Linked DNA regions of Mus musculus: regions 2, 3, 4, 5, 6 and 7 are each linked to region 1. Evidence: chromatin contacts called from public Hi-C, HiChIP or PLAC-seq and promoter capture Hi-C data. All regions are on one chromosome and are shown on one strand. Each heading gives the region's core, a stretch centred on a gene start, on an enhancer-like site or on the middle of the called end of the contact. The rest is flanking DNA. Distances are from core to core; before and after follow the strand shown. Region 1 holds the start of Wwp2 (WW domain containing E3 ubiquitin protein ligase 2). Region 2 holds the start of Nae1 (NEDD8 activating enzyme E1 subunit 1). Region 3 holds the start of Pdp2 (pyruvate dehyrogenase phosphatase catalytic subunit 2). Region 4 overlaps Ap1g1 (adaptor protein complex AP-1, gamma 1 subunit). Region 5 holds the start of Dync1li2 (dynein, cytoplasmic 1 light intermediate chain 2). Region 6 holds the start of Phlpp2 (PH domain and leucine rich repeat protein phosphatase 2). Region 7 overlaps Ap1g1 (adaptor protein complex AP-1, gamma 1 subunit).

Evidence for each region. Promoter capture Hi-C pulls out the DNA fragments that hold promoters and counts their contacts. A called contact is a pair of places that touch in the nucleus more often than the background predicts. HiChIP or PLAC-seq counts read pairs in DNA pulled down with a chosen protein or histone mark.
Region 2: a contact with region 1 is called in an H3K27ac HiChIP or PLAC-seq map of regulatory T cell precursor, with 19 times the contacts expected there. The contact joins the promoter of Nae1 here to the promoter of Wwp2 in region 1. A contact is called at or near these places in 2 of 39 promoter capture datasets (liver and pre-B cells) and 1 of 115 datasets of contacts at active chromatin or transcription factors (regulatory T cell precursor).
Region 3: a contact with region 1 is called in a promoter capture Hi-C map of liver, with 6 times the contacts expected there. The contact joins the promoter of Pdp2 here to the promoter of Wwp2 in region 1. A contact is called at or near these places in 2 of 39 promoter capture datasets (liver and pre-B cells).
Region 4: a contact with region 1 is called in a promoter capture Hi-C map of liver, with 3 times the contacts expected there. The contact joins the enhancer-like site here to the promoter of Wwp2 in region 1. A contact is called at or near these places in 4 of 39 promoter capture datasets (hippocampal neurons, liver and stem cell-derived epiblast-like cells).
Region 5: a contact with region 1 is called in a Hi-C map of CD4 T cells, with 4 times the contacts expected there. The contact joins the promoter of Dync1li2 here to the promoter of Wwp2 in region 1. A contact is called at or near these places in 2 of 39 promoter capture datasets (liver and pre-B cells), 1 of 484 Hi-C or Micro-C datasets (CD4 T cells) and 1 of 9 other capture datasets (liver).
Region 6: a contact with region 1 is called in an H3K4me3 HiChIP or PLAC-seq map of pro-B cells, with 7 times the contacts expected there. The contact joins the promoter of Phlpp2 here to the promoter of Wwp2 in region 1. A contact is called at or near these places in 6 of 39 promoter capture datasets (the 3T3-L1 cell line, cranial neural crest, hippocampal neurons and 2 more), 4 of 115 datasets of contacts at active chromatin or transcription factors (embryonic forebrain, forebrain, large pre-B cells and 1 more) and 2 of 9 other capture datasets (adipose tissue and embryonic stem cells).
Region 7: a promoter capture Hi-C map of liver shows a contact between it and region 1, with 4 times the contacts expected there. The contact joins the enhancer-like site here to the promoter of Wwp2 in region 1. A contact is called at or near these places in 6 of 39 promoter capture datasets (the 3T3-L1 cell line, the C10 cell line, hippocampal neurons and 2 more) and 2 of 115 datasets of contacts at active chromatin or transcription factors (extraembryonic endoderm stem cells and kidney).

Annotation. Positions count from the first base shown.
Region 1 is chr8:107,434,878-107,438,314 of GRCm38.p6, forward strand. Wwp2 (WW domain containing E3 ubiquitin protein ligase 2) reads left to right here and starts at 1,493. Exons shown (of 24, transcript NM_025830.4): 1 at 1,493-1,564.
Region 2 is chr8:104,532,615-104,535,967 of GRCm38.p6, forward strand. It overlaps Nae1 (NEDD8 activating enzyme E1 subunit 1), which reads right to left and starts at 2,023. Exons shown (of 20, transcript NM_144931.3): 1 at 1,898-2,023. The coding sequence starts at 1,950. It also overlaps a transcript of Car7 not described here.
Region 3 is chr8:104,589,999-104,593,355 of GRCm38.p6, forward strand. It overlaps Pdp2 (pyruvate dehyrogenase phosphatase catalytic subunit 2), which reads left to right and starts at 1,474. Exons shown (of 2, transcript NM_001024606.2): 1 at 1,474-1,597.
Region 4 is chr8:109,821,934-109,825,558 of GRCm38.p6, forward strand. The region is part of intron 3 of Ap1g1 (adaptor protein complex AP-1, gamma 1 subunit); the gene reads left to right. Among named protein-coding and RNA genes, the nearest start is that of Snord71, 16 kb to the right of the region's middle. Within about 2 kb of position 1,813, at least 4 of the 459 cell types and tissues checked have an H3K27ac peak or open chromatin away from gene starts, as enhancers often do. A contact at or near this core is called in liver, where this site is marked.
Region 5 is chr8:104,441,167-104,444,622 of GRCm38.p6, forward strand. Dync1li2 (dynein, cytoplasmic 1 light intermediate chain 2) reads right to left here and starts at 1,881. Exons shown (of 13, transcript NM_001013380.2): 1 at 1,529-1,881; 2 at 1,308-1,381. The coding sequence starts at 1,635.
Region 6 is chr8:109,867,211-109,870,689 of GRCm38.p6, forward strand. Phlpp2 (PH domain and leucine rich repeat protein phosphatase 2) reads left to right here and starts at 1,393. Exons shown (of 19, transcript NM_001122594.2): 1 at 1,393-1,507. The coding sequence starts at 1,409. It overlaps Gm17344 (a long non-coding RNA gene), which reads right to left and starts at 1,320. Exons shown (of 4, transcript XR_003947453.1): 1 at 1,086-1,320.
Region 7 is chr8:109,799,227-109,802,910 of GRCm38.p6, forward strand. All of the region lies in intron 1 of Ap1g1 (adaptor protein complex AP-1, gamma 1 subunit), which reads left to right. Among named protein-coding and RNA genes, the nearest start is that of Ap1g1, 22 kb to the left of the region's middle. Within about 2 kb of position 1,350, at least 46 of the 459 cell types and tissues checked have an H3K27ac peak or open chromatin away from gene starts, as enhancers often do. A contact at or near this core is called in kidney and liver, where this site is marked.

The DNA.
Region 1 (3,437 bases), core at 243-2,742:
AGTGTACTTATAATAATAAATAAATAAAATCTTAAAGAAAGAAAGAGAGAAAGAAAGAAAACAGAGACATAATCCACCAAAGTCCCCAGTTCTGGGAAAGTCTCTAGATGCATTCATCTCGCCTTTTGGCTTCTGTAGTTCTGTTGCTGTTTCTGCTAACTGGAGCATGTCGACCCAGGACGCGAATTTTGCGCTTAAAACCTCGCCCCGAGAAAGGCTTGATACTACACAGGGATCCTGAACACCCAGTGTAGTCACAGGGTGGCTAATAAAGACTTTCTCTTGGTAGATACCCCACAGCAAAGACACCGGACACACAGGTGGTACACAGATACACTTCAAGAGAAACATCTATGTAATAAAATACAAATGAAAATGTAATATTTCAGTTAACAAAAACCCAACAAAAATCCAGGTAATCAGAACAATTAACTCGGTGGTGGATGCCAGCCTAGGTTACATAAAATCTTGCCCCACCTGTCTCCTCTCTCACCCCTAACCCTCCACCCCAATGGTATAAACTGGTAATCCTAACTACTCAGAAGCTAAGGCAATGGAATTAAAAGTTCTTGGCCAGTTGGAGCATTTAAAATAAGACCCTGTTCCAAATAAAAACCAGAAAGGAAGCAAAATGGCTGGGAACATAGGTCAGTTGGGACGCCCTGGACTAGTCACGTTCAACTGTCAATCTTGCAAAACCCAGAAAGTTTCTGTTGTCCAGGCTACGGTGAGGTATGTCTACAATGCCAGGAATCAGGTGGCCAAGGACAGCGCTGGGTTCCAGGTCAGCCAGGGTTACTTACATAGATTCCCTGTTTGTTAATTCATAATGTTCAGTTTACTCCGTAGGGGAGGGGAGCGGGGGGGGGGGGATGGGAGTTGGTTCCCCATGGGGAAGACACGTAGGGACTCCGGAAGTTTTGAAAGGGTGTCAGGTTGTCGTGTGTCATGTCCCATGCTCCACTCCCGTCCCTCTTTCCAGTTTTGCTTCTTGGAACAACAGATGCCTTACAAAGGCCAGGGCATTTATACTTCTAGAACTGAGAACAAGGCCTTACAGAGTTGGCACAAGCTAACGACATTACATGGGATGCTCAAGTTTGATCAGTATACATCTGTGGTACCAAAACATCCTTTGCAAATTTGGGGACATGCTTAGAGTTACACGGTTTATCTGACACTCAAGTTTGGAGGGGGGGAGCGTACTGTTTTTTATCCAGCAACTCCTTCAAGACTTGACTTAACTGATCGGATGGTCTTCTCCCACCTGTACCATGGCGGGAAAACAACTGTACTTGCTTCCAAAGGCATACATAAAGACCCCGGGGCCCGGTGAGCCCTTATTTTATACGTTTGCTCGGGCACAGCCCGGGTGATCCTTGCAATCCCGGCCCTGAGCGGGTCAAACGCTCGCCGCCCGGGTCCTAGGTGGTCCGCACCTGCGCGCCCCGGCCAGCCTCTTCCGGGTCAGGTGACCGCGCACGCCCACGTGACCCGGCCCGAGTGCGGGCGCTGGAAGGCGGAAGTGGAGCGGAGTTAGGCGCCGCTGGTGTGGCCGCGGCAGGTAGGTGGCGCGGGGGCACTGGGGGGCTCGGCAGCGAGCGGGCGGCGCGGGGCAGCCAGGGGGCGGCGGGCGGCGCGAGGGGCCGGGGGCGGCGCGGGGCGGGCGCCGGGGGGCGGCGGCTTCCTGTGGGAGGGGCCTGGCGCGCGGTTCCGGCCTCCGAGGAGGGATGTCCCGGCTCGCGCCCGGGCGGGGTGGGCGCGGGGCCCGGCGGGAGTCGCCCGCTGGTGGCGCTTCCGGAAGGAGACCCCCAGCCCCGGGTGCCTGCGGTGCGGAGGAGCCGTGTCTGTCTGGGAAGGGGGCCCGACCTCAGCCGGGGAAGACTCATTTGCTCCCTGGAAGGGGCTGCCTGGGAGTGGGCGTCTGGCTTGTAGGGACAGGGAGAAAAAAATCTGGACGATGCGGCCTGGACCCCATTCCAAGAGTCTTTTTTCCTTCCGTCCTCTTTAAAAAGGATGGCGATCCGGGACTTTGATACCGGTTCTGTTCAGTTCTTTAAACTTCAGGAGGGATCCCTGAGTCTTGATCGTCTGACTCTGGTCACACCCACTTTGCCCTGTTTGGGTAGGGTTTCCACTTGTTGGGAACCTTGCCCATCAGATCGTCTTTCTTTGAGATGCTCCCGGATCGGGTCATCTTGGAGGCCACCAAAAAAAAAAAAAAAAAAAAAAAAAAAAAGACGTGTAGGTGCTTTGCTGTGATCATAACAAGACTTTTAACCTACACTGTTGTTGGCGACCTGGGCCGGCGTTACCTCAGCAACGCATTGACTGCTGAAGTCATGGACAGTTGAAAGTCTGCCCATACCGATTTGAGACCTCTCAAGCTTAAATTATGCAGCTTCCTTTACCATGTGACTGCTTATCTTGACCAGCTGTGACTAGGTGGGGTGACTGAGAAGTTTCTCTTGTGTTCCTTAGAACTGTGACCTAGATCGTAGTTTTTGAGGTTAAAAATACCCATCTTAAGATTCTTCATCCTCTAGGCCTAGGCCTGAAGATGGCTCCAAGTTCCAAGCCAGCCTAAATAAACAAACAGGCCACCCTCTTTTCCCTTCACTTTTGCTAAGGTTTGCAGAAGTGAAGCAAAGTTTATGAATGCAACGAAGGTCAGGGTTCAAATGGGACATTGACAGGAGCCAGAATCACAGGTCGCTAGGGGGGAAAAAGCACTTTGCATTAATATATTAGGAGTTGAAGACTTGGGGGGTATATTATAAGCATTTAAAAGTTAATTTTTGTAGCAGTCTCGAGAAGTCATTCACACTTTATAGATAACAAGCTAAGAGAATTGACTTAAAATAAAAGATGTATTTTTATTTGTGTGTATGTTCCTGTGTGTATGTGCCCACCAAGGACAGACAGAGCATTGGGTCCTTTGGAGCTAGAGATACAGGTGGTTGTGAGCCTCTGGATTTGCATGCTGGGAACTGACCTTTGGTCCCGTGGAAGAGCAGTGAGTGCTTTCGCCTGCATCTCTTTAGTCTCAGCCTGCCTGACATCCTCATTTTGTTTTTCTTCCTTGTTTACTGTCTTCCTGCTAGGACTGTAAATCATTCAAGGGCAGTGATCTTATTTTACCTGACTTCTTTGGCTACTAGCCCCAGGCCTGGTATGTTAGGAGTACTTGGTCAGTGTTTGAGAAGTAAATGAGTTTTTAAAGGTCACACTGCTCGGTGTATGTGGAGAACAAGGGGTTAGAGCATAAGTTTCCCGTCCCTTTCTCTGTTTAGTGTTACTGGTCTATGGAAAGCCAGAACCATGAGGAGAAGGCTTCAGTTGGCTTGTCAGTCTCTTAATTTTTTGTTGTTGTTGAACATTGCACCTTCCCACTTCCCTTCTTTTTGTAATTTTTTATTTTATTTTTTTCCTTTTGA
Region 2 (3,353 bases), core at 773-3,272, 2.9 Mb before region 1:
AGTACTAAGTGGTTGGACAGTTGAAGAATAAGCCTAAGAGTACATCTTCAAGATTCAGCAAGAAAATGTTCTTGCTGGCCTGAGAGGCGGGCCTTGGTCCCTGGCTATTACCTGCCGACCCAACTTTGTTTCTGCTTCCTTCTGACCTGCCTACAGCAAAAAGCAGTTCTTGTTTTGACAGATAAAATGCAGCCCTTTAAGGAATAACTCAGTAAGAATCCTCTTCCAGTCCCTAGGAACATTAAGTATCTTCTCAGCTTTGTTGCCTTCCCTTCTACCTCCACCCAAACACAGAACTACGAGTCCACAAGAACTCAGAGTAGTTACAAGGGCTCTGCTACCTTGTTTCTCTCTCTAGAAGCTTGGGACAAAGGATGAGTCTGAAAAAGCCAGGTGGCCCCAAGCTGGAAACATGTCTAACTCTGGGCAAATTAACCTAACTTTTACAAGACTTAGTTTCCCTATCCAGTATCAAAGACCGTCTGCCTTCAAGGATTCTCAGAACTAAGTACCTACGTCTCTGGGAGAGTAAGAGCTAGGTAGTCAATACAAAGAGAAACCTCCATCCTTAGGGACACAGGGTAAGTTCTCTTGAGATTAAGAGAGGCGAGGGGATGGCAACACTTTGATACACTTAGCTGACACAGAGTATACTCAATAAGAAAGGAAGAAGGTGGGAAGAGACAAGGAAGGAGAAATAGCTAAAGAATCCACCGGATGGTTTAGATGTGCCCTGTCCAAATGGTTTCTGAGTACTAGAAATGCAGCTGGCATGAATTAAGACATTTTTAAAATGTGTATGATACCTGATTTATAAGACTCTGTGAACAACAACAACAAAAATAGCTTGGTAATTTTAACAATAATTACGTTGAAATTGTAATGTTTTGGAATACTAGGTTAGATAAACACTGTCAAATTTGATTCTGGGATTGGGGAATGTAGCTCAATTTGGCAAGCAGGCATGATGTCCAGAGTTCCAGCCTCAATACTTCATAAACCGGGTGTAATAGTCCACACTTATAATCTCAGCTGTTGGGGAAAAAGAGGCAGAAGGATTGCATCAAGTCTGAGCGCAGTCTGCTCTACATTGCAAGTCCAGGCGGCCACTCAAAGGTAAAAGACAAAAAAAAAAAAAAAAAGGGGTGGGGTGGGGGAGCAAAAACTTATTTTTGAGTCTGGCTGGGCAGTGAGCATCTTCAATCTCAGCACTTGAGACCTGGGACGTAGGCGCTTGAGTTCAAGACTGGCCTACTTAAGACCATGTCTCTATATAAACGAGAGGGGTGGGGAGAACTAGTAGCAAAACTTATTTTCCTGTCTCTTTATTCTCCCGGTTCCCAAGGTCTTCCAATGGAGGCCAGGCTGGCTTTCAGTTTCCGATCCACCTGCCTCTGCTTCTCAAGTCCTTGGGATTACCATGTCTAGCTTCTTTTAACTTTATTTGAAAGGTGCCTACTGGAAAATGTGTAATTACGAACACGGTTTGCTCCGATAAAGCTAGCATGACGCATTTCTATTGGCCAGCGCGGGCGTAGACCAATACCTGCCGGGGCGCAGCGCTCGGCGGTCGGGCAGGATGGGGTGCTCCCACCCCCCTCGTTTAGCGAACGAGTAGGGAGGGCCTGCCGAGACTGTGCAGCCCAGTGGGTTGGCGGAGACACCGCGCACCGCAAACCGCGGACAGCCAGCCGTGCGGGAAGGGGCGAGCCGGCCTTCGCCGAACACTCGGGCCAGTGGCCGGATCCCAGAGCGCCGGCTCCCCACGCCCTGCACGGCCGGCCGCAGCCGCAGGCCCGTGGGAGGCCGGCCTACCCGGCCTAGGCACTTAGGCCCCGCGGGTGTCAGGAGAGCCCGCCAGCCTGGCCGGCTTGCTCACTCGTAAACCCCGGCTCACCTCAGCTGCCGGTCGTACTTTTGCTCCTTGAGTATCTTCCCTGGCTGCGCCATGGCCGCGCCTGGCCCGCGAACAGCAAAGCCGCCTAAGGAGGCCGCCACCCACTCGGCCTCACGCAGGCGCACTAAGCGCCCTCCTCCAGCGCGCAGCCAGTAGGGGGCGCCGACGCTGCACTGCGCACGCGTCACTGGGAAGCCGGGGGAAACCTGAGGTTGAGTTCCACAGAATGTTTCTCTCTCTCTACCTGCAGTAATTGTGGAGAACTCCGACTTTTAAATCGAGTGATAATCCTTATCACTGATAAACCTTAGTCCTCTTCTGGGTGAGTTCACCGTTCCTGAGACTCCTCCAAGAGGAACAATACACCAGCATACTTGTATATAGTATTCTATATAGAGAAGCTACCCTGATGGGTAGACAGAGGGGCCCCACCCCACGGCTTCCCTCCAAGAATTGTTCCCCGTGGTGACGCAAGGGAAAGGGGGTTTTGAACGAGATGAAACGGCATCAGGAGACAAATGAGAAGTGGACTTGGGGGACGGGAGGGTGTCTGAGAAGCAGCCAGAGTTGCCTGTGAAGCCCATGAACAAGGAGGAAATTAAAGCTATCATCGATTCATGTGACACAGGATGACTGTCCCTTGGTGGCCGATGCTAAGGAAGGAGCTTATGAGCAAGTTGAGGACAAGAGGGAAGAAGAGGCTTGCTGACAAGTAAGAATTGCTTTCCTCTATCCCAAATCCTAGAGGAGTCTCCAGATTCATGATTGCCAGATGCACTTGCACGTCCTGAGATTATTATCCCAGCACATGATGAGTGTACATCCACACATAAAATCCTTCCAGCCTTGTGGGGTGAGGGACCAAAGAGACGGCTCCATTTGACAGTAATATTGCAGTGCTAACAAATGCACTTCCCCTGGGCACAGTGTTAGGACACAAGGTGAGGGGACACCCTGCTGTGACCTCCCTCCCCCAACCCCTATGGAACCCAACTGATGGGAGAAAAGGGGCGTTAGGCGTTCCCAGCTCATTATGTGCTTGTGCATGTCTGTCAGTTGTCACATTCCCTCTCCAGTTAGACAGGTGAAACGTGAGCGATATAAAATACACCCAGGGAATGTGAGAAGGTCAAAAGTGAAAGTGAAAGTTCACTACATAGCCTTGCATACACCTTGGCCCCAGGAAAGGAAAGATGGACAAATGTAATTGGAAACAACAACATCAGGGGCCGAGGGTGCTGTACTGCCTGCGACTGTGTGATTTTGAGAAGCATTCAGTTGTTAGTAAGTGGACAAGGATACCTCAGAGCATGCACTTCTTACAACTTTTTAATGTTTATTGATTGGTGTGTGTGCAAGAATGCCATCATGCACTCGTGGAGGACAGAGGACCATTTGCAGAAGTCACTTCTCGTCCTCTTCAACACAGGTTCGAGGGATAAGCCCAAATCTTCCA
Region 3 (3,357 bases), core at 224-2,723, 2.8 Mb before region 1:
GCTGAGGCAGGAGGACATAAGTTCAAGATTGACTTTGACAACTTAGTGAGAATCTGTCTCAAGGCATAAAAAGGGGAAGGGGTAGGGTAGGATGGGAGGGGAGAGGGGGACAGGGTAGAGTAACGAAGATCTATCTATGATAGTGTTTGATAGTATTCAGGAGGCTCTAGGTTCAATCCTCAGTATCACAAAACCAAAGCAAAACCCAGAACAAAAACAGGGATTTAGCAAACGCCTTTAATCCCAGAATTTGGGAGGCAGAAGTAGGTGGATCTTTGTACATTGGAGACCAGCCGGTTCTACATAGCTAGTTCTAGACCAGCTAGGGCTACCTAGTGAGATGCTACCTCAAAAACACAAATAAAACAAAACACTCCCAAGCAACCACCTCCTTGAGAGGCCTGAGGCCCAGTAAGGGGACACATCACAGAAATACAGCAGGAACACTTTTACCTCAGACGTGACTTTGGGTAAACCAGCTTGCCTTTCTTTCCAGAGACAGCACTCTCAGACCTTTCTGCTATCTCTTATCTCTCTTTGACTTCAAGAAAGGACTCTACTGACTCACACATTATAAGGTGAAGACCAGACTCAGCTATTGTTAGGACCAGAAGGCAAGGAGGGAAAGCTCTGGACCTCTCTGGTTCTGGCTCTCCCAAGCTACCAACAAGTAAAGGTGCGGCTAACATCACTTGTCGCTAAGAGGCCAATGTAATTGAGAATTCAAAATGGTGGTTAGTAAGGAGCCAATGAACTCTTTAGATCAGAAATGTGAGTATTAGAAGGTTCCTTCTAGCTGTTTGTAAAGGAAGGAAAATCGGTTGGGACTAAGTGTAATTTGGAAGTAGGGGGCCTTAAAGGCTTTGGAGTCTGGCATTGGCAAATGGATGGGTGGGAAGGGACTTAGGAGGTGGGAATGACAGGATTAAAGTGTGTGACAGTAAGGGAAGCATCAAATTGACCCTGGTGTTTGGACTTGGGTCTTCTGGGGCCGGCGAAGCCATTGCTGGTTTAGGAAGAAAAGCAGGTTTGACTGGAAGATAAGGTCAGGGCAAGTAGAACCTAGAGTGTCCATAAAGCCTTCAAGATAGGTGTCCAAAGATAATAAAGATGTGGCACTTTGGAGAGAGGCTTGGAGGGAACGGAACAAAACCCGGGAGGAATCTATGTGAGAATGAACTGTAAAGAACTGGAGAGGTCTCTTGGTTCTGGCTTTGCAGGGTGTGGTGATAAGGGAAGCTTGGGGAAGAGCCCCACGTGACGACCTACTGGCGCAGCGGCTGCACAAAAGCCACGGGTAACCCCAGGGGGTAGAGTGCAGGGTGGCCCCTCCCGGCCCCGCCCCTCTGCCTTCCTTTTGCCCTCCTCATCCATTGGGTAATCTCAATGTCCGTCAAGGGCCCGCCTCCAAGGATAAGCCAATCAGGAATGGCGGGAGGGATATTTCTTTTGGTGCTGGTTCCTCGACTGGGGGCCTCTCCAGGGAAGTAAAACCCAGTCGCAGCAACCGCGGAACTGTGCTCAGGACCAGAGTGAGCCGAGAGGATCCGCCGAGTGCCAGCGGCGCCAGCTGGGGAGGAGAGGACGAGGATACGAGGTAAGGAAGGGGACGATTCGGGGTGCGGACGCCTTCCCTAGCCTAGTTTACGGGTACCTCAGGTGATGGGGCGGAGAGGGGGATGAGGTGAGAGGGCGGGACGAGCTGGCCCCTGGTCATGGTCACCCCACTCGCGCGCACGCGCCACGTGGGCCCGCGCACTGGTGGAGGAGACGACTGCTTAGCCGGTTCTCTGCACCAGCTTCCTTAGTACTGGAGCACCGGTGAGCTGGACGTCGCAACTGGATTCTTACACCTTGGAAAGCCAAGGCTCAGCCACTAAACGGGGGCTGGGATTTCTTAGAGCCTTGCGGTCCAGCCAAGAAATCAAGAGACTTGGTTTCTTTAGGGGTGCTAAATTCTTTCTGTCCCATTGGAGGCGAATGGTTTTCATTGCGCACAGCTGCCTGTCCTTTCTGCAGGGTCAAGGGGCGTCTGAGGCCATCTGCCCCTGTCCGACCTCATCTGTCCCAAGTTCAGCGGGATGGGTATTGGCTTTGGGAAATCGGTTTGACAGTGCGTTTATACCCTTTGACCTACTGGTTTTGGAAATAAGTAAGGGAAAGGTGACTGCAAATGCCATGTAATTTGGTACCAGGTTAGTGGAAACAAGCTCCAAGTCACCAGTAGTTGTGAATGTTTATGCCAAAAACCATAAATAGTACTATCACTGAAAACATTGCCTTTAATAGGAAATCATGTTCACAGTAGTTGGCCCAATGATATAAAAATCTGTACAGAATGTATCCCAAGGACAAAAATAGTGGCTCCCTCCTTTTGTTGATTTTTGAGACAGTTTCTCTGTGTACCTGGTCTCAAATTCTGCCTGCCTTTTCCTTCTAAGTGCTGGGATTAAAGGCGTGCACCCACACTCCCAGTTTCAACCCCCCCCCCCCATTCCCATGGGCTTACTTTGTCAAGCAAAGTAACAGTCTGCAATGTAGATCAGGCTGGCTTTGAACTCACAGATCAGCTTGCCTCTTCACCTTTGCTTCCGGAATTCTGGAATTAAAGGCGTGATAGCACTGTGACGGCTCAGAAGTGTCGTATTTTATTAAGTCTTTACAGAACGTTGTGAAATCTTGACATGGTGCACACACTTTTAATCTCATGAGGTATTGAGAACGTCAGAGCAGGCAGATCTCTGATTTTGAGGACAGCTTGACCTACACAGTGAATTTCATGCTGGCCAGGGTGACAAAGTAAGACCTTGTCTCAAAACAAAACAACAATGACCAATACAAATTACACAGGAATTCTGTGAGACCAGCAACTGATGGCTAATTCTAGCTACCCTGGAATCTGAGGCAGGAGGATCTAAAGTTCAAGGCTAAGTGTGAAAGAGGGCTGGGGATGTAGCTCAGTGGTAGATCAAATAGAAGAGACCTTGTGTTCAGTCCCCAGTGATGAATAAAACAACAATAATAAAACAAAACCTAACCACGTATTGCCGGTGAGACACAGTATGCTAAGTAGCTAGAGTCAGTGGGGCTTCAAAAACACCATATCGAGATAATATTGATGATATTTATATATAATATATTAATGTAATATATATAATGTATACCAGGTACAGGCCTGGACTCAGGACAGCCGCTAGTCAGCAGCTACATGACTGGAATTCATGGGGTAGGTAGATTCCTTGGGGGAACAGATACAAAAGGGAAAACTTAAATACTGCAAGGGAGACTGAACAAAGGACGTAGATAGTAGGCTCTGGCCTGAGGAACGGTTTAGAAAGGAAAAGGAGGCACAAGTTG
Region 4 (3,625 bases), core at 563-3,062, 2.4 Mb after region 1:
TTTAATAATTTTAAACTGTTAAATTTGGTAGAAAGGAGTAAACTTAACTTTTAAGCTTTATTTATTTTTTAATTAAAAATACTAATAATGGGGCTAGGTATAGTGTGGTCATCCACTCCTTTAAACCAGCACTCATGAGGCTGATTCAAGTGGATCGCTATGACATCAGATCAGCCTGATCTATGTAGCGAGTTCCAGGACAGCCGGAGCTACATAACAGAGAGACTCTGTCTCAAAAAACCAAACCAAAACAAAAAAACTAATAATGCCCTCGGTGGGAGGGCTAATTTAGTGGTAAAGGGTTTGCCGTGTGTGTGTGTGTGTGTGTGTGTGTGTGTGTGTGTGTGTGTGTGTGTACCAACAGCCCACTCCCCTAGAGAGTAGTAACGAACTATTGTGTTAATTGTATGATTTTTCTTTTTGTGTGGGGGAGACAGTCTGCAATTCAATCTAACTTGGTATATGCTAGAATTATAGGCATGTGCCTAGCTATAAGTAAACAATATTTTCTAAATTACAAAAAATTCCTGTGTAAAGAGTGAGATTATTTTATATTTTTTCACTGTATCCAAAGGAGGACAATATTCGTGTAGAATATTGACTGGTAGAGGTAGAGAACATTTAGCAAGTGTAATGTGGAGAAGGGAAAAGTAGGTAGGTGCATGGTGTATAATCCTATGTGTTCCAGAGCTGCAGCCAGAGGATTGTAAATTTGAGGCCTGCCTGGGCTACAGAGTAAGTTCAAGTTGGATCTGGGCTGTAGTATTAATATATTAATAAATCCCAGTACGGGGCTGCTACTTTCCTGAATGAAAGACACACACACAGTCTTTGTATGTTAATATGCCTTAAGGAGCACAATAGCGGGCTGGCGAGATGGCTCAGTGGTTAAGAGCGCTGACTGCTCTTCCAAAGGTCCCGAGTTCAAATCCCAGCAACCACATGGTGGCTCACAACCATCTGTAACGAAATCTGATACCCTCTTCTGGAGTGTCTGAAGATAGCTACAGTGTACTTACATATAATAAATAAATAAATCTTAAAAAAAAAAAAAAAAAAAGCACAATAGCTGGGCAACTGCCAAACTTCCATGCTGTTAGGATCTACCTCCCACCAAGTTACCTAGTTACTACCTACTGATTTCTATGTTTCATCTCAGCTACTCTTAACTTCAATTAATTAACCCTCTGGGCCATGTTTTCTTGGTCCAGAGCTTAGGCTGCTCTCCTTGCCTCTCTACCCCATGGCCGCTCTTGACTCTGTCTTGCACACTCCTAAGACATGGCGTCTCTCCTTCACTCCTGCTTCCTCGAGGAAGCCCAGGAACTTTAAATCCCGCCTCTCTCTTCTCCCCAGATATTGGCTGCTGGCATCTTTATTTGCCAATCAGAGTTAACTACGGGCAGGTTTCCAGATCTTCTCATGCAAACAATTTTGGGGGACTCAGATTAGCAAAATGTAAGCAGCTACACATAGCAACTTAGACTTTGCTTCAAAAGAAAAATAAACACAGATCTGGATATACAGCCCCATGGTAGATATAGTTTTGCTTTTCAGTCTCAGCAGCATGAAAAGTCGAAGAATGGCTTGCTTTTTTTTGGTTTTTCGAGACAGGGTTTCTCTGTAGCCCTGGCTGTCCTGGAACTCACTTTGTAGACCAGACTGGCCTCGAACTCAGAATGGCTTTTTAATAACTCAGTATTCTTTGCTACTATGCTAAAAATGAACACGTAGCCACTTCTTAACAGTGAAGGACAGTGTGGACTGTGAAACTCTGCCTGATGTATTAATAGTTTAACAATTCACTGCTCTGTTACACTTTAACATTAAGAATTTTTTTTTCTGTGTGTTTCTCTGTGTAGCTCTGGCTGTCCTGTAGCTCACTCTGGGGACCAGGCTGGCCTCCAACTCAGAGATCTACCTTTCTATGCCTCCTGAGTGCTAGGATTAAAGTTGTACTCTGTTGCTGACACCACTACCACCACCCAGCTAAAAAAAATGTTTATAAACATTTACTTTTGTGTGTGTGTGTTGGGCTGAGTGTGTGGGTGTCAGAGAAGAACTTGGGGGGATTGGTTTTCTACACTTGTAGGTTCTGAAGACTGACCTCATCACCAGCTGAGGTGGGCAGTAATATGCCTGATCCCTTGAGCGTCTCATTCTCCCCTTAAGTTATATCACCACAGTAGAACCACTTGGGAAAAACATGTTGACAAAGTTATATAGATCTTTTAGATACTAATGTTTCAGCTTAAAATATTAAAATGTCATAGATTAGTATCGTCACTGATTTCACCACGTCATTATTTATAAACTGTCAAGTTTGTGGTGATGATAGAAGTTTTCCAAAACTCTAGTTTTTACGTCAAAGCTTGGATTATGTTGTTGGCAACAAATATGAGCTATTCCTCTTCCTGTTTGTCTAGAAAGTATGCCTCTGATTGATCTCAGCATCCTGAGGGACAGAATCACAGACAGCTGTGTGTCAGTGTAGCTGTGGCTGCCTTCCTTCCCCATCCTTGCTTTTTACCTCAGCTGTGCAGGAGTGACACAGTGCCGCTGCCTTGTCTGGGGTGTGGACAGGCAGCTTCCCACCAGGTGACAGCAGTATGTTAGGATTAGGAAAGCAGTTTGGATCTCATGAACTCTTGAGAATTGCAGAAATCCTTTGAACCTGTAGATTGTAACCCCTTTGGAGCGTGTATATCAGACATCTCACATATCAGATATTTATATTACAATTCATCACAGTAGCAAAATAACATCTCTATGAAGTCGCAGTGAAATGACTTTATGGTGTGAGTGTGTGTGTGTGTGTGGGGGGGTCACCAGAGCATGAGGAACCATATTAAATGGTTGCAGCATTAGGGAGATTGAGAATCGCTGCTTTGAATCATGTTGTGCTAATGATACAGAATGCTTAGCACCCGACTGGTAGAAGTGTCATAGATCATATGATGACTTGGCTTCTGAATAACAGAGTTGTTTTCAGTCTGTAAGTATGCTTCATGTTTTAAATACCTTAGCCTTTTTTTTTAAATAAAAAGCTGTTTTATATAGTCATACTTATTTTCTGTTATGATCAGAATTTCTGAGGCTATATTATATAAAGAAAAAAATATTTTAGTTTGCAGATTTAGAGGCTGAAAGTCCATGATGTGGCAGCCTACCAAACTGCTTAGCTTCTGGGGAGGGCCTTGTGGTCGATAGCATCGTACAGCAGGAGTATACACTAGGGAAAGGAGGGGTCACACCAGGAAGCAGGGATCTCTTGCTCCTTTAACATACCTCAGTTTTATGGCACATGTTGAGTTCTCAACACCAGTGTTGCTTCCATGACCTACAAGGCTCCGTGTCTTAAAGATTCCACTGTCTGCAGACTGGGACCCAGCCTCACTGTCTATTCCATGAGCACACTGGGACCCAGTCCCACTGTCTGTACTATGAACACACTGGGACTCTGCCCCACTGTCTGTCTGCACCATGTACACACTGGGACCCAGTTTCCAGTGTACAGGGACTCTCAAACCACATTGATCTCTTAAGAAAAAATTAGAATGGGTCTTGGTAACTAAGTGACTACCTTGGTATGTGCTTTGATTAGTGCTATTTATATCATTGTAAA
Region 5 (3,456 bases), core at 631-3,130, 3.0 Mb before region 1:
ATCTAGATGCACTCTAAACCTGAACGAGAACCATTACCAAACATCTCTGGGCATCCTTGGATTCAACACTATGGAATCTGAGAACATAAGAAAGGAAAGGCAGTCCACGAGGATCTTCCTTCCTCCACAATGCTCACCCTTTTCACGAGGGCCACAATCCACCCGGGGCCTGGAAGAGCGCCTGTCAGCATGACCTCAGCTCCTGTTCATTCTGACCTAGCTGGCCCCAGGAAGCCTGAGTTATCTCCCTAAAGCACAGACCTGGCTATAACCTACCACCCTGGCCATTGGATGAGAGAAACACACGGACATCACCATGCAGTCATTTCCATAAGGCTTGGGGAAGGGTGGAAGAAGATAAAAATCTGAAAATCAGGAGTCTCCAGGAAAGCCGATTAGTCCTCCAGACTTTCATGATCTGACCTCATCTTTATCCTCTATTGCAAAAAAAAAAAAAAAAAAAAAAAAAAAGGCTTTTGACAGTGCCCAAACGATTCACCCTACTATCTTGATGTGCTTGCACCTAGGCAATTACCCTTCAAGATACCTGATTCCACAAGCGCTCTCTCAACACATCAAGCAGTGTGATGCGCCCACAGCAGTCTGCTCTTGACATGAGAGATGCGATGCAACCACGCACACATCTGCCTCGGCTCCACTGGGATTCTTTCAGGGTGTCTAAGACTGTCTGTACTGTCCCACTGCTCAGCCCTCATTTCCTACTCTACAAACAGCATTGCAGGTGAACGCATATAATCCCTTTCATTTGAAGGAGATAACTGAAGCCAGAGAGGTTAAATGACTGACTGGGCAACCCAGCAGTGAGGGCAGGATTTATGCAAGAAAGTTCCTGGGGCTGACTCCCAAGCTCTGCTGCCTGCCCATGAAGACTGAAGAAAAGACTTCGTCCATCTCCTCAGTTTCCCAGTCCAGGTCACCTACTTCCCTCATCTTCTCCATCCAGCCTGCACATCCTCTTTTTCCTTCCTCCACATCCTCAACTTGGTGAGCACAAGGCTAACCGATGAACCGAGTCAAGGCTGAAGAAGGCTCAGCCAAAAGACTGAAGGAATGTGCCCCAATGCCCCAAGCCCACATCACATCACTGGACTCCAAACGGAGCTGCATTCTAGGGGGTCAGTAGAGGTGTGGGCTTGGAGACTCAGCAGCTACCCTGCCAGAGTCCAGGGTGCCCTCCCAGGCAGGCAAGCGACAAGCAGGCGCTAAGGGTGGAGAAGCCTGGGAACCAGTGGGAGGGGCGCCGCCTGACCCACCCCTGCGCCCCAGGGCAGTACCCCGCTGCTCACCGAACACCAGAATGTTTTTGCCGGACGGCAGCTTGGACCTGGCACGGGTGGACACTTCGCTCAAGATCGAAGACCTGCGGCGACAATGACAAGAGTGGTCAGCGCGGGACCGCCTAGGACCGCTCGGCCCACGACTGCCCATCAATGTCTGCCCACGGTCCTGCCCGCTCCGGCCCGCTCCCGGTCCGGCCGCGCCATCTGCGGCTCTATACGCTCCTCACCATAGACTCTGGCCTTCCTCCTCTTCACTTGTCAGGTCGCCGGCGGCCGCCACTGCGGGCCCGTTGGGACCCAGCAGCAGCTTCTTCTCCACCCCCACCGGCGCCATCTTGCCAACTGCAGCCACAAAGAGGGCCCTCCCCCGGGCCCGCCGAGGACCCGCAAGGACCCCGGCCGGGCCGCGCTGCCCGCCCGCAACGCCGCAGAAGCTCCGTTATCCAGCGCGTCCCGACGGGCCCGCGGTGTCCTCGTGCGTCTGCGGGACGTGGGATCGCCGCAGCTAGGGACGTTGCTGGGTCAGGCAGCCAGCCGGACAGCCTTACGCGGGAGGTGGAGCCGCGGACGCCACCAGACCGAGAGCGCGCTGGCGACCCCTGCAGGGCAGCCTCTGATGCGGCAAGTCCAAGCTTTGGAATGAACTCAAGCTAGACAACCATATTTATAAAGCGATCTCATTGAATCTTGTTTAATTCTTAATAAGTGAGGTGAGGAAACTACAGCTCAGAAGTTTAAAAGAAAATGGGCCAAACATGAACGAAGATCCACAAAAAAATGACTGGACATAGATATTTGCATGTCCTGTCATACCAGCAATGGGCAGCTGGTGGGGGCGGGGAGGGGGGGAGGGGGAGGGATCAGAAGTCTTAGACTACTTGGTAAGTTTAAGTTGAGCATGAGCTATGTGAGAGCCTACTTCAAAAAAATTAATTTTAAAATGGTTGCACATGGTGTCACACGCCTTTAATCCCAGCATTCAGGAGGCAGAGGCGGGAGGAACTCTATACATTTGAAGCCATCCTGGTCTACATAGCAAGTTCGAGGGTAGCCAGGGCTACATAGTGAGACCCTGTGTGCCGGCTAGTTTTGTGTGTCAATTAGAGTCATCAGGGAAGAAGGAAGCTCAATTGAAGAAATGCCATTGTGGGTGGTGCCATGCCTGGGCTGGCTGAGCAAGCCAGTAAGCAGCACCCCTCCATGGCCTCTGCATCGGTTCCTGCCCCCAGGTTTTAGCCCTGCTTGAGACCCTGTCCTGACTTCCTCCAATGATGGATTATGATCTGGAAGGGTAAGATGAAATAAACTCTTTCCTTCCCAACTTGCTTTTGGTCATGGTATTTCATCACAGCACTAACCCTAAGATACCCTGTCTCAAAACAGCCCCAAGACCCAGTTCTAGAGGTGGTATCCTGCCACTTCCAGTCATTACTCTTTTAGTTTTACTTTTATTAAATGTGTATAGGTGCTTTGTCTGCTTGCATATCTGTCCACTATGTGTATGCAATGCCTGTGGAGGGCAGAAGAGAGTGTCTGAACCCCTTGTAACTGGGATTACAGATGGTTGTGAGCTGCCCTGTGGGTACTGGGAATTGAACCCAGGTCCTTTGGAAGAGTAGTTAATGCTCTTAACCGCTGAGCCATCTCTCCAGCCATGTTTCTTCAACTATTATATGGCTTAATTTTCAGGATGCTCATTGAAAGTTTATCACAAATCCTCAGAATGTTGTTTTTCATCTCCTCCTTTGTAGACTTTATTAAACTGTGAATGATTTTTACCACCACAGTTAACAATACTTTTGGCTTTGCTTTACCAATTTTATTGTTGTTGTTGTTGTTTGAGACAGGGTTTCTCTGTGTAGCCCTTGCTGTCTTCGAACTTACTCTGTAGGCCAGGCTGGCCTTGAACTCGGAGATCCACCTGCCTCTGCCTTTGGAGGGCTAGGAGTGCCCCCACTGCCCTGCAAGGTTTCTGTTTTTTTTGCTTTTTTAAATCCTATTTTTCAGAGAGTCAATATTTCACAGCAGAACAAGCAGCTGTGACTGCTTTTCTTGAGTGGAGAAGGTAGTGGGGAGACTGGATGTAAAAGGGGAGAAGTAATGGAGAAAAGAAAGACAGGTTTGTGCTGATCAGGGGTAACTTTAGGTATGGCCT
Region 6 (3,479 bases), core at 143-2,642, 2.4 Mb after region 1:
TCTGTCCAATCCACCTTGATAATGGCCAGGCAGATGTTAATCTAGTTCATTCACTCCTTAAGAACCAACGCAAGGGTCTAGAGAGATGGCTTAGTGGTTCAGAGCACTGGCTGCTCTTCCAGAGAACCCAGGGTCAACTCCCAGAGTTCACCTGTCAATTTACAACCATCTATAACTCCAGGTCCAGAGGATCCGACACTGTCTTCTGGCCTCTATCATCAGTCATACACGTGTTGTGTTGCATAGACTTAATACCCATAACAACACGGAAGACCCACCTGAAGCTGGGCATAGTGGTGCACATCTGCACTGGGGAGGTGGAGACAGGAGACTCTAAAAGTTCAGGGCCAGCTTTGGCTATATAGTGAGTTCGGGTCTGCCTGGGCTATGTGTAATTTTCTGTCTCAAAAAAAAAAAAAATCCGAAAGAATTAGATCAAGTAATTTGTACATGTATAGAATGTATAGATCTAATAATGAGTATAATTAACGGGGTGTGGTGACCCACGCCTTTAATCCCAGCACTTGGGAGGCAGAGGCAGGCGGATTTCTGAATTCGAGGCCAGCCTGGTCTACAAAGTGAGTTCCCGGACAGCCAAGGCTACATAGAGAAACCCTGTCTCGAAAAACCAAAAGAAAAAAAAAAAAAAAAGAGTACAATTGAGATTTGGAATTGGAATTAGGCAGACTTATAATTTGGCCCACTAACCACAAAACTATCTTTCACTCCAGGAACAAAAAGAGTCAGCTTTTAAAATAGGTGAATTAAGACTTGCAAAATAGAAAGCGGGCTTACACACCATGTTACTGGTTGAGTGGTTGAGGACGAGAAAGGAAATCTGATACTTTGATTACAGGAAAAGGACACTGAACTGTGCCTGGAAAGCTTAGTGTACTTGAGGTGGTTTGATGAAGAAGGTCGCCAGCTATCCCTAAGAGGTGAGTATAAGCAACAGTTCTTTCACCCCCAGTGGGTGCCAGGGGACAAGACACATTTGGGAGCAGGAAGCGTCTTGGATGGAGAATTCCAGCGCCGCCCATGGTGGAGGGTTGTATCTTGTCTATTTTAACAGGTGCAGGCCTTACCTGTCACTTCCTCTGGCCGCTTCTTGGAGGATCCAGAAAGTACCAAATTGCTCTCCCTGCGCCCTGGTCCTAGGAGCTCAGGGTGGAGCGCAGCAGAGGCTTACTCCGCCTGCAGTGGCGCCAGCCTCCCACAATTCTACTCCGGCCTCGCCAGGCTGACGACTACGCAGGTCCAGCGGGTCGGGGAGGGACCGAAGGGGGCGGAGCGTCTTGGTTAGGGGCGGGGTCTAGGCGGAGGGGCGAGGCCTCCCGCTGCTCGCGCGCGCCTCCGAGGCTCGCGCTGTCGCGCCGGGCCGGGCGTCTCTGTAAATCCTTGGCCGCCAATGGGGGAGGTGGAGCCCGTGCCCGCGGGCCCGCTGGAGCCCCCGGAGCCACCTGAAGCGGCGGCGCCTCGCCGGCCCGGAGGGATTCGGGTCCTAAAGGTGAGACGGCAGGGAGAGGGAGGAAGCAAGAGGGCTGTGGCCGCCTTCGCTAAGCTGCCCGAGGCGGCGGGCGCCCCCCGCCCTGCGTCCCTGGGCCGCTTGCACTTGGCCGGGCCGCCGCGGGCCTGCTGTGGGGCCTCCGGGCCGCGCCCCCGCCCTGGCCTCCGCCGCCCTGGTCCCCGGCGCTGTCCATCCCTGACCGCCGCCCGGCAGGCCCACGCCTTCGGGCAGCCGCTGCCCCCACCTTCCTTCCTCCCCGCATCCCCGGGACCTCAGTCTCCTCGCTGGGCCTAGCCCGGGGCCCCGGGACGGATTCCGGGGGGCTCCGAGGGCCGGCCGCGCCTGGCGGGAGTCAGGCGGCGAGTACGCAGGACTCGGCGGACACCTGAAGACATCACCCCAGCTGGAGGATGGCGGCGGCGATTGGCCAGGCGCCGCGGTGTGCGCGGGCTGCGCCGGCGGGAGCGGCCACGCTGCCCTCGGGACTGGCTGCGGGAGTTCCGAACCGGCTCTCGGCTCCAAGACGCAACACCCCGCGCTTCCCGCTCGGGGGACAGTCCCGGAGGATCTGCTGCCTGTGGACCTGCTGGGCGTGTTGCAGGGTTTGGGGGGCGGGGGTGGGAGAGCAGAGCCCGAAGGGGCACTCCTGCTTGGCTGACAATCCGGGGAGAAGGCAGTGGGGGAGCCGTTATGCAACAGGCAGCTAAGCGGGGCTTTTTGGTAGAATCAGGGGAGTAGGAGGATAGGAAAACAGATGCAGGGGAAAGGGGAGTGGAGCCTTGAAGGTGAGTGATGACAAGAAGTTTCTATGCAGGAAGAATGCAGAAGGTGAGCTGAGGTGAGGTCAGCAGAGATGGCTAAAAGGTGGCTAACTGGGTGGAGTTCTCTACTAACCTCTGAAATAGTGCAGAGACATTTTTTTCTGTAGGTTCAGTATATAAACGAACTGGAATAGTGGAATGGAATTCCTCTAGAGTTCTAGAAGAGCAATTGGCAGGATTTAAAACTTGCCAAAGAAGGGGAAGAAAATTAAGATTTAATGTGTTTCGAAACCAGTCTGCCAAACATCGAAGATACTTAATGTTAAAAGCAAACCTTAAGTAATTAAATGAGATTGTTGTTGAGTAATATTTCCTTTTATTAAGATTATTAGTAAAGTAGCACAAAGATGGAAGCAGCAGAAAAATTTATTTGTTGTACTTAGTGAATTCATAAAACCAATACTCAGTAGACTGAAATTTTATTTTCTGGCACCTCCCAGTGTTAATGCATAGTTTACTTTAGACTAACTTCATAACTGTTACCTACACTGTTACCTACACTGGAATTTACTCAAGCATAAATCGAAGTGTAATTACTCAAAGTCTTCCAGATATTTAAAATGATAGCAAATAACGAACTGTAAATTGTGAGTGGATTCAGTACAGGCAAGAGATCTGCAGGACTAACTTATGAGGAAATAGTTTTGAGAGATATCAAATGGCTTTTGGTATGCAGAGGATGGTCAATTTAAAAAAAAAAAAACTTTTCTTGTAACCTTTTTGGGTCATGTTGAAATGGCCAATTGCATGAATGGAGGGTTCCTGAAGCTCTCATTTTGGGATCATTAGAAAGATTCCAGTGATGGGTCGGTCAGTCTTGATTCTTGGTCAGAATTGAGCTCTTGCCATGAAAGTCTTTCTGAAAGGCCTTCCTGGCCTTGCTTTCCTGAATTAGTTAACACTAATCCTCGTAAATAAGTGGGATAGATGGTCATGGAAACAGGCCTTGTGTGTCCCGCAAGCAGAAGTTCTCTGGAGTTGCTGAGTGGTTCGCTCTCTCAATTTTAGCCTATAAAGAGTACAAGAGGTGAGCAGCAGACTTTCTGAACCTTGAAGAATGTCATGTTTGCCCACAGGTTTTTCTCTGGAGATGTTTGTAAAGACTTCTCTAGCCTAGGAGCATGGCTCTGGGTTAGGAGTGCAGGGAGGGT
Region 7 (3,684 bases), core at 100-2,599, 2.4 Mb after region 1:
TCTGTTCTTATACATGATATATTTAGCATCCATGACCGGAAATTTGTTCCATAAAAACCTATTGGCATTTAAATTGTACTTTGCTCTGGCTTCTAGTTCTCTGTCCGGGTCTTGTAACTCTAGTAACTGTTTCTCTCACACTTTTCTTTCACCAGCCAAGGACTTCTTTCTTCACTGGCTTTTTATGGTCAGTCTCTTAGATGGACTCACTGCAGGGATACCCCAACTTCCTTATTATCTGAGACCTATTCCAGGAAGACATCAGATTCATTTATTGCTTCAGTTCTCTAAAGACAGGGTAAACCAAAGATATTAACAGGAGAGAGCAACTGAACGGGCAGTTGAAGTCAGGGACAGTGGAAGCAGTAGTTCACACGTGTCCCTGGTTCTCTGGCTAGAAATAGCAGAAGAGAGCTCTGATTTCCTGTCTCTTCTTAAGTATCCCTGCCTGGATCCTATCTGTGAGGGAAGGGGCTAAACCTTCGGCCTAGATATTAATACCTTCTGCCGTGAAAAGCTTTGGAACCAGATTTCTAGATTGTCATGTAGAGATGAGTTATATCCCTCAACTTTAGTTCATTTCCTAAACATTTTTAGGGTTACATCTTAATAGGTGGGAATGTTACATTTCCCTTGAGAATGTCTGGTCCCTTAACAATTAACTGGAGTGGGCAAGTCAGTCACTGAGTACCTGCTTTAAGCTATGCTTAAGTAGTAGGAGATATATAAGTATCCTCACAATAAGATACTTTTCCTCCCCAGAATTCTTGCCCTCTGCACTCACGCTAGAGCCCTCATGAAGTTCTGCTGAGTTTGGCCCTTCGCCTTTTCTTTTTGTCTTTTGGGTATTAGCCTGAGCCCAAGTGTGACTGACTCTCTGCTTTAGGCCTTGTATTGTTTCTCTGCAGCTCTCCTCCTGGTCACCATGCTGCTCATCTGTCATGTGACTTATCTCCATGCTGACCTAACTCAATCAACATGTTTTTTGTCTCTTTTCTCTCTCCTCCAGGCTGCTGTCAAGATTTACAGCTTGCCTTCTGGAGTTTTTCTTCAAACTCTATTAATAAATTGTCCTGGAGCTTAAAAATAAAAAATCATGCTGGTGGCATGGACTTTATTTCTGTGATTTTGTGACTGATTACCTAGCTTAAGGTCTTGATTTTTTTTTTCCAAGTTAGATTATGTACATGCTCTTGGACTAGATTTAAGCTTTTCTAACAGTCTTTGTTTGCTTTGTAGAGCTATTGCGTGCTTGTGGGGAAACACTTTTCTAGCAGAGAGCTTCCCTGCTCTTATAGGTGCTGGGGCTAACCAGGGCGTTAGTGCATGCTAGGCAAGCTCTCTACCACTCAGCTCTACTCCTGTTCTTTCCAGTAGTGTTTGTGCTTGACCTTTGAGAGTATCTAGCCTTGAACCTGTACTGATCCTCAACTTTAGCTTCCCTAGTGCTGGAATTCCAGGCTGAGCCACCATGCTTTGCTAGGTAACTTTTCTCCATGAATTGAGTTTTAAGTAAAAGCTTACTTTTTGAACATAGTCTGGGCTTTGGGTAGTCACCGTTCTTGATCAAAATAGTGGCTGTGTTCTCACATGCATTTTGCATTTTTTCTGTTATATACTACATATGCAGCATACCAGTTTGCTTACAAATGTTTTATCCTGAAGCCTGTGTTTATAGTTTATTATTAAAGAAATGACTCTTTAAATAGATTAACTATTAAGCATCTTAATGTCAGTGAGAAATTGTTTAATGCCTTGCTTATTGAAATTTTACTATTTCTTTCTCTCCCTTTCTTCCCTCTCTTCCCTTCCTGTCTTTCTTCCAACCTTCCTTCTGTTCTTCTGTCTCTGATAGGGTCTCAGGTATTTTTTAAAGATTTATTTATTTATTTTATGTATATGAGTACATGTACATCTGGTTGTGAGCCTTCATATGGTTGTTGGGAATTGAATTTTTAGGACCTCTGCTTGATCCAGTTGCTCTGGTTGCCCCACTTGCTCAGGTCAACTCCGCTTACTCAGTCTCCCTGCTCACTCAGGCCCAAAGATTTATTCATTAAGTACACTGTAGCTGTCTTCAGACGCGTCAGAAGAGGGCGTCAGATCTCATTATGGGTGGTTGTGAGCCACCATGTGGTTGCTGGCATTTGAACTCAGGACCTTCCGAAGAGCAGTCAGTGCTCTTACCCGCTGAGCCAATTTGCCAGCCCGGGTCTCAGGTATTCTAAGCCGGCTTTTAACTCCTGACTCTTCATCCTCATCCCTGAGTGCTTGGATTATAGGTGTCTACTACCATGCATGATTTAGGCAGTGCTGGGGAATTGAACCCAAGCCTTCTGCATGCTAGACAAGCACTCTGCCAACTCCACCACACCCTTACCTGGAAGCTTTGGGATTTGCTAAAAGCTTTTGATTATGAAAATGTCATGTGGGCTGGTGAGATGGCTCAGTGGGTTAGAGCACCCGACTGCTCTTCCGATGGTCCAGAGTTCAAATCCCAGCAACCACATGGTGGCTCACAACCATCCGTAACAAGATCTGACTCCCTCTTCTGGAGTGTCTGAAGACAGCTACAGTGTACTTACATATAATAAATAAATAAATCTTTAAAAAAAAAAAAAAAAGAAAATGTCATGTACACAAAACCAGATCACTGAACATTCATGTATTCTTCAATGATCACATTTTGCCCCCACCTCCTGCCGCCCCCTTTTTCTTCTAACTTCTGTCTCCCCAGATTTGGGATTTTTTTTTTTTCCTTTTTGTTTGTTCTGTTACTTCTTTTTCTGGAGTACTTTAAAACAAATCCTAGTAGATGTGTCATTTTATCTGTGAGTGTAATTTTGAGGTATTGACCTGTCACCTTGTGCTCTTGAGCAAATTGCTGAGTTTTTTTAAAAGTAAATTTCTTTATAGGCAAGATGGGGATCATGATCTCTACCTTACTCACAGTGTGACCCGAGGAGGGCTGGGGATGTAATTTACTTAGTAGTAGAAAGCTTGCCTAGCATGCATAGACCTGGGTTTTATTTCTAGCAACACATAAGCTAGGCATAGTGGTGCATACCATTCAACCCCAACACTCCTGAGGCAGAAACAGGAGTATCAAGTTTAGTAGCAATTTCAGGCCAATATGAATAACAAAATGCTGACTCAAAACCAAAGAAAGAACAGAACAAATGATATAATAAATATAAAAATATTTTGTAAGTTTAGATCCTTGACTATTTGTCATAAAATGTAACCATAATACACAGGTAGTATGGATGTGGGGTGTACTCTTTGTGACCCCATGGCAAGCTGATTGTTGATCTGCACGAGGCAAGAACATGACTCAGTAACTGGTAGTGGTTCAACTTCTATTGTCTGACACTGACTTAGAGTTTACTATGTTGGCCTTGAGCTCCTGGTAATTTACCTACTTCTGCATCTCTAATGTTGGGATTACAGGAATGAACTAGCACACCTGAAAAACATAGATGTTCTATGTCCTGTCTTGATTTCTTTAGTAGTTAACACTTTGTGGTCTTTGTAGAAATTTATTCAGTTTTGGGATTTGCACATGATTCTTTTGGATAAGCAAACTTTGTCATATCTAAGCTGGATTTAGCAAGCCTTGTGTTCTTAAAAACCAGCCAGTATTTTATATGGGAAGTTGTACGAATGGTTTGGGGAGCAAAACAT